Regions from separate parts of the Hordeum vulgare genome. Here region 1 is linked to region 2. A link is a contact called in public Hi-C data. All regions are on one chromosome and are shown on one strand. The core of a region is the stretch at or near the end of the contact, and the rest is flanking DNA. Distances in the headings are between cores, read along the strand shown.

What was found. Hi-C and Micro-C count contacts between places; a contact is called where the count stands out from the background.
Region 1: a Hi-C map of leaf shows a contact between it and region 2, with 6 times the contacts expected there. The contact joins the promoter of LOC123447750 here to the enhancer-like site in region 2. A contact is called at or near these places in 2 of 6 Hi-C or Micro-C datasets (leaf and seedling).

What each region holds. Positions count from the first base shown.
Region 1 is chr4H:36,353,900-36,357,934 of MorexV3_pseudomolecules_assembly, forward strand. LOC123447750 (flavin mononucleotide hydrolase 1, chloroplatic) reads left to right here and starts at 1,676. Exons shown (of 7, transcript XM_045124403.1): 1 at 1,676-2,025; 2 at 2,584-2,659; 3 at 3,894-3,945. The coding sequence starts at 1,769.
Region 2 is chr4H:36,180,324-36,184,235 of MorexV3_pseudomolecules_assembly, forward strand. No RefSeq gene overlaps it. Among protein-coding and RNA genes, the nearest start is that of LOC123451123, 63 kb to the right of the region's middle. Within about 2 kb of position 1,463, at least 1 of the 3 cell types and tissues checked has open chromatin away from gene starts, as enhancers often do. A contact at or near this core is called in leaf, where this site is marked.

The sequences.
Region 1 (4,035 bases), core at 426-2,925, 170 kb after region 2:
GGAGCTCTTTTAGTAAACTTTCATAGCGAAGATTTGATATTCGACATTATCCCCTTCTGCAGCAGGTACCATGCACTCTTGGGCTGTACAACGTTCACTCTCTTTAATTTCGTCCCACATTATGCATACCTCAAGCTGAAGATGCCATGACCTAAGGGTGTCACTACAGTCAATGGTAACACCTAGCGACCCCTCCGGACCGAGGAACACACCGCGACTTTGGCAGCCGAAGTACAGGCCAGAGACGTGGCTCTCAAGTCAAAGCTAACCATCAAGGAGCATAAGCGAGCTTGCGCCCCGTTGCAGTTACATATCACTCCAGGTAAATAGGGATACTCTCCCCATAGCAGCACCTCACCTCCAACAAAGTATGTGCCTCGAAGGCACAATTTTGCACTTAAGATACCATGGGGAGCTATGGGGATTAATAATTTGTAGCCTAGTGTTCGGGTAAACTGAACTATGACCACTATAGTCTTCGGACACATAAAGGTACCGCTGATTGTGGCTGCTGACCTTTGGCTCGCTATCGCGGCGGCACCTAGGCTTCCCGCTTCAATGGAAGACATGCCTCACCCGTCCGCTCGGATGCTAACCTCCAATGATCCTCGCCGAGGCTTGGAAGGACGGAGAAACAAGCCTCGCCCGCCCCGGTTTTAAGAAACAATTGATGTTTGGGATGCAATTGATGTTGTATATGGAAGGTTCATTTTTTGACACGGAAAGTGTGTGACGGAAAGTGGAAAGAAATTGATGGTCGATTGATGTTTGGGATGATTGGTATGCGATTGGTGTTGTATATGGAAGTTTTTTTTGACATGGGAGGTGCCAAACGGAAAATGGAAAGGAATTGGTGTTTGATATGATTGACATATGATTGCTGGTTTATACGGAAGGTTTGATAGATGGGAATCGTTTTCATTCGGCGCGCCGGCCGAACCGACGCGCCGGTCACCCCTCGCGCGCTGGTCCATGCAACATTTTTTCCGTCCCGCGCGCTTCGTTGGTCAATGGATGCAACATTTTTCGTCTAAATTTGTTGCAACCAGCGTCATTTTTGCTGCAAGCATTTTTTTTTACTATATTTTGTCCTAGTATAAAAGTTGCATATACGTTTGGTTGCAACTCCAGTTCGTCGGATTTTTCATTACAATCGATGTTTTTTACTTCTGTTACAACCGTGTTAATTTTTGCTGCAACCGGCATCATGTTTTGCTGCAACCGTTCACTAAAAAAGTTGCATACACGTCACGTAAATATTTGTTACAATCGACGTTTGACTTTTGCTATCACGTACCATCAGCTTCGTTTTTTTGCTACAATCACGTACAATTTTTTTTTGCTACAAATTTTGTTTTTTGTTGCAACCGTTGAAAAAATTGCTGCATCAAATCGAATTTTTTTGTATAGGGAAAAAAATGTTGCATGCGGATCCAACGGTGCGGACGCGTGGAGGTTGGTGGATCGTGCGGCCCGCGCGCGGCCGGCCGAAAGTTTGGGCCGGCGTGCCGGCGCAGATCACTCCCCTTGATAGATTGCTGTTTTATCTGTTACCAAGCATTTTTTTTTGGGCATGAAAAAACCGGTGGTGGTTTTTGGAGGGAGGGAAAAAATCGGTCAGGGGGTTCTAACGATCAGTGGGAACTGGTTACGAACCAACGAAACCACGTACGGATTATTTTGTGGCGGACGGGCGTCTTTGCTACTCTGTCCGTCGTTTCCAGTCGGCCTCCAGCCCTGTTGCTAGCTTCGCCGAGCACTTTCCTTGATGGTCTCCTTGCTCCCTCGCGCACCCTACCTTGCCTCCCTCGGCAATCCCACCGCCCGCGCTTCCTCCTCCTCGCTGCGATTGCCGGCCATGTCTTCCTCCGCCCCCGCCCCCGCCCCCGCGGCCACGGCCACGGCGGCGGCGGTGGCGTCAGAGACGGAGGCGTCCCGCCCAAGGAAGATGCCGGTGCTCTTATTCGACGTCATGGACACCGTGGTCCGCGACCCCTTCTACCACCACATCCCCTCCTTCTTCCAGTTTCGTACATGCCCCTACTCCTTATTCCTCAGCTTGGTTTATCGCTATCCATTCATATTCATGCATTCGTGTGGTCTAGGCATGCCCCGCCGATTAGATGTTCGACGGAATGCGTGGTCCGTTCTTGGTGGTGACGTGGGCAAAGAAGCTGGCCAATCGGGGTCGCGTCGATGATTTTAGGTGTTTTGATCATGGATTATGTAGCAATTTCACTTAGGCTGTGTTGTATCCGCTACTGAATTACTGCAATTTTACTAAAGAATTGCTAAACGATACACCAGTTAATTGAAATACTACTATGTAAGAGTGGTACCAAAAAAATTAGTTAGTATTCAGTATTGCAGAGTAGAGTAGAGACCTGTGAAACAGAAGGCTGTACTGTAATGGGTTGTTGAGGGCTATTCGTTAGTGATGTTTTATATTCTGCACATACTCATGTTTCAGTACCTCAAGGAATCTGTTGAATTAGCATCTTATTTACTGTATGGTTGAAGTCTTTTGTTTTCCACTTTATCAATACTGCATTCCGTTCTAGTTGATCCTACATTTTTTTGTAGAATGTCCATGAAGGAACTCCTAGAAAGCAAGCATCCAACATCGTGGTCCGAATTTGAGAAGGGGATGATTAATGAGGTAAGAATTATAGAAGCTTGACTTATTTTCTTTCTATATCATGGTATTTCTGCTAATTCCAGAACAAGATTGTACGAATATGACCTATGAACTGCCACGTGCTAAGATTGGCTCTGATCCTTAGACCAATGAACGTGGCAAGGTTGAGGGTACAGACAAGGAGCGAGGGTTGGCTGGCCATGGTACCTGGGATGGGAGGAAGAGAAGGTTGGAGACGGGGAGTAGTTCTTTGCTAGTTTATGCCTGTTTTCATTGGCTCATCCATATCGGTACATAGTGTCACTTCTATAGGAAGTTTCAACTTGATGCTAGAACAGGACCCCACCTTCCCTAGCAAACCATATCTTATCTTCTATTCAAGCCTATTTACTCACCTAAACAAATAGATATCTACTCCCTCCGTTCCTAAATATAAGTCTTTAAAGAGGTTTCACTAGTGGACTACATACAGATGTATATAGACATACTTTAAAGTGTAGATTCACTCATTTTGCTCCGTATGTTGACTCCTAGTGAATTATCTTAAAAGACTTATATTTAGGAACGGAGGGAGTACTATACTTATCTAATTAACTGATTTTGATAGTAAATCCTGCACAGGACAACTCCTAGCTTAGTGCTCTGCGCCATCGGACCTTGACTTGACGCCCATGAAATAGACATGCAGTACAAATAAAAACAAAACTAATGCATTAGAGAAGGATAAAGTAACTGATAACGTACCACATGGTTCTTTATGAGGCAAAAATTGTTTTTAGAGCAGCAGTGTGGAACTAAAACTTAATTGTTTGAAGAGCAGCACTGGGGAATTGATTTTTGTCAAATACGGACTTGATATATCTTTGTACAGTTCATTTGTGACTTATAACATTCCTCGGACACCATCTTATGATGAATATGGCACAAAAGCCATACTACCACCTTGGGTATTTTTTTAAAGAATTTTGGGGCTTATGTTTATGTGTATGCATTCTTGAAACAATATGTTTATTTGTCATTGGAATAATGAAACTACTACTAGGTAAGTGCTTGCAATAATATGCTTCATTGCACCTCTAAGAACAGAAAGGTGGATATGGCCAAGGATCCGCGGTTCTCGTGTTTCTTCACTATATTTGATTAATTGGTCATAACTGCGACCAGATATTAAACTGCTCCATTATAAATGACTGATCTGCTCTTGATACTGTCACTTCTTCTTTGAGTTAAACACCATTGAGTTTCCTTCCTTCAGGGCGAGCTGGCCGAAAAATTCTTCAATGATGGCAGATCTTTTGATTTGGAAGGTGAGAGAAGCTGAAAGTAGAATTGTTATTGAGAGTACATGCCGCCCTTTAGGATTATACTAATAAATAAATCACTGCTTTCAAGGATAA
Region 2 (3,912 bases), core at 213-2,712:
TTTTGTCCATGCCCTAGGCGATGGCCTTAGCTACAGTCAAGGAAGCAACTTTTGTCGGATTTTTTCACTATTTTGATCCTAGGGGTGCAAGTTAATCACGCAACGAACTCGTTTCGAAAGAATTTCATGTTTTGACCCTTTTTTGAAACGCCATAGGTCGTGGCGTTGCAGACCTGTTATGAAACGTCACTCTACAGTGGCGTTGCAGACCTTCGTAGGAACGCCTGTCTAATGTGGCGTTGCAGACCTGAGGCGAAACGCCTGTCTATTGTGGCGTTGTAGACCTGAGGTGAAACGCCAGTTGCTATGGCGTTTCTTGCCTTTATATTCTGCCACCCCGACCCCCTCACCCACCAACCTCCATTGCTCCTCTCCTCTTGTTCTTCTTTGCACGAAAAAGCTCTCCCTTGTCCTCAAGATCTCCCCCTTCGATCTCCCTCCTCCCTCAACCTTTTAGTTGGTTCTTTGGGGCAAATCGAAGAGGCCGGTAAGCTCCTCCAATCCCGGTCACGTAGGACGAGGGATTGGAGGAGCTTACCGGCCTCTTCGATTTGCCCCAAAGAACCAACAAAACGGTTGGGGGAGGAGGGAGATCGAAGGGGGGATCTGGAGGAGGAGGGAGAGCTTTTTCGTGGAGGAAGAAGGAAAGAATAGGAGGTGGACGAAGGGGCGCGCGGGGTAGTTACATAGCCCCCCTGCAACGCCAGCCTCATTGGCGTTTCTACTAAGGTCTGCAACGTTCAGTAGACTGGCGTTGCACATGAGGCCTGCAACGTCCAGTAGACTCGCGTTTCGCATAAGGCCTGCAACGCCACGATTTCTGGCGTTTTCAAAAGGGTCAGAACGTGAAATTCTTTCGAAACGAGTTCGTTGCGTGATTAACTTACACCCCTAGGATCAAAACAGTGAAAAAAAATCCACTTTTGTCCATGCCCTAGGCGACGATCCAGCTTGCGTGGGGCTCACGTTGCCGCTGAATATAATACATGAGATAGCCAAAATACCTCATTATAAAAAAAACATACACCATCCTTCCTCTCGCGTCAAACCGATTTTTAGAGACATCCGGATAACACAAAAGCATCAACACAGTGTGCACGACCCTTCTAGTTTTTATTATGAATGAGATGTTTTGTATTTTTAATGAATTTGTATAATATGTTTGTTTTTTTCCTATAAAAATAGTTGGACGTATTGCATTATGATCGATTGTCAGTCTTTATATTAATTGATATAAGGTTTATTTTCAAAACACACAGACACACACATATGTGTAGCAGAGCTCCACACACAAAACGGTGCCTATTGGCGCGGCAGGATTAAGTGTCAACCCTACCTTTGGAACTGGTAGGTACAAAGCGACTTGACAGTATAAGCAAGATCGTTCAAATGACTGGACAGAAAAAGGTCTGATAGATGACAGAATATGACTGGTACGGAAATAGATTGATGGAGTGCTTGAAGCATGCAAAGCTACCGGCCAGACCGACGACTGGACTGGCGCCGTTATTCGTACCGGCCAGCCCTTGTTCCCACGAATATAAATAAGAATATTTGCCTATTACGTGAAGTCCTACCGATGAGTAATTGCGTATCAGTGGCTTCAGATCAGTCATCGATCTCTAAAAAGTCACTGAAAATGACCGGTGAGAGTCCCACGAGGAATCATGGACTACGTGGACTGTATAAATACGTATGTTTATTTCTTGGCCACTTGAAATGCGTTTTTTTTTCTTGGACCCTGATAAATGTCATACGTGTGTCATAAAGTAATTGAATCTTGACATTTTTAAGAATAAATTTAGTTAACCGAGAATGACAACTTTTGTTATGAAGCATGACAACTTTCTGTTTAAATGATAAATTTTAGTTTTCTGGAATTTTTTTGTATGACAATTCTTGATGTAAAAACGTCGACGGTGTTACTTTTTCCATTTTGAAACCTCGGTTTTTTATTGCTTAGCCATCAGTGTTACATCGTTTATTACAAAAGGCAAAAGAAAAGGGGTGGATCACCATCCCAACTAAGACCAGAGTGAGTCGCCAGTTGATCATTTGGGTTTTCTTTTGAGGATTGACAATGCAGATTTGAAACGCGAAAGTAGAGAAAATACGTCACACATAGGGTACCAAGCCTGTCATATCACGGAGATACGTCGTTCGAGGAGCTTTTGAGACCATATGGACACCAATACCGAATGCTCCACCACTGTCGTGCGAATTGGTGTAGCTCGCATAGTTCGAGCATCTTCGTGCGGCACCTTAAATTATTTTTACAGCATTGAAATATCATTTTTAACGCGCAGCAGGACGTTTGCTCCGTTAGAGCAAGTACAATAGTATAGCCAGCTGCTGGCTATAAGCCATTGACATGTCATCTATAGTCCGTCTTATAGCCAACATGTACAATAGTTCATTGCAAAAGTGTACTACTTTTTTATTATATGGTCCACCTTTCATACTCATAAAATGCCTAAGAGCGCATGCTAGAGCTGGCTCTTAGCTAAGAGCCCGCTTACCTTCTCTCTCTTCTTCTCTTTCCTCTAACTAAACAAAAATATATTAGTTTATTCCTTATAGTCAGCTGACTTAGCTTTATTGTACTTGCTTTTAGACGTTGTAAAGTACTACACGACGTTATAACTTCAGCAGACGCGTTAAATTTACAGCACGCGCGGAACACAACAACAAATCTTCAATACATCGCGCGTGTTCAAACATACAAAAAAAATCAACTAGTTCATCAACAAATATTGAAATTCAGATACAAACTAACAAACAAATTGAAATTCATAAAGCATACTAATAAAATAAAGTACATCTAGACTACTCCTCCTCCTCCTCATTGCTTTAGTCCGTCGTTGGTAGCATCTCGTCCTTCCACCGCTCATCGTTCGAGTCCCAGGTCGTGTCCGGGTTCCCCATCTGGGAAAGCGCTAGTAGCTTGCACCTACGCTTTTCCTGACGTTGCGCGGCTTGCTCCGCCCTCCTGCTCGCCCAGAACCCATTCTCGACTACGACAATGTTTGGGTGGCGCGCCACTCTGCCATGGCGGCCTCGTCCTCTTGCCGATCAAGAGGCGGCGCTCCCGATTGCCCTGGACGCGGCGGTCCTACTCGGTGACCACGCGCGGGGGAGGCACGACTTCGTGCGAGCGCTGTCACATGAAAATGTCGCTTGAGGACGCTGGGGGCGTCAAGCCGCCGCGTCGTTTGCGTCGGCGGACTCATGGGCGATCTCGAAGGTGCTGAGTCCGAGGCGCATGTCATCGGAGCGAATTTGGTAGAACATGCCGAAGGGACAGTGGCGGACGGCAAGGAAGCCCGAGCTGCTCTGGGAGCGCGACGGCATGGCGACGTCAGGGAAGAAGGTGGCAGGGGTAAAGAGAGAGACGAGGAAGGCGGAGAAGAAGGGCGCAGCGGTGGCCAGGCATCGGCGGAGGCGAAGAGAAAGGCAACGGAGACGACGGTTGGCGGGCGCCCGCACGTGGGTTTTATAGAGCGCGTCGAACACCGCACGTCAAATCTGCCATGCGCGTTGCCGCTTCTTCCCGCGTGCAAATTTTTTAGCGCACCTAACTTTCCCTCACTTACTGGAACGCGCCAACGCGGCACACGCATGCAAAAAACAACGTAATTTCCCACGCACGCCAAATCTGGTGCGCGTGTTGGAGATGCTCTTAGACTCGCGTTAGAACCATCTCGTCAGGTTTTTTTAGATTTAGCATTTGTACTCGTATTTTTGGGATTTATTTCATACTTTGTGGAGATGCCCGTCCTTCCCGTCAGTGTTGACTCAGTATTTTAATGTTGTGTTTGGATGTTGATATTCAAGGCCACGGAATTGAATTGGGCTCAATATCAAATCTTCCTGACTTTGATATTGACATTGAACCCAAATTTTGTTGTTCAG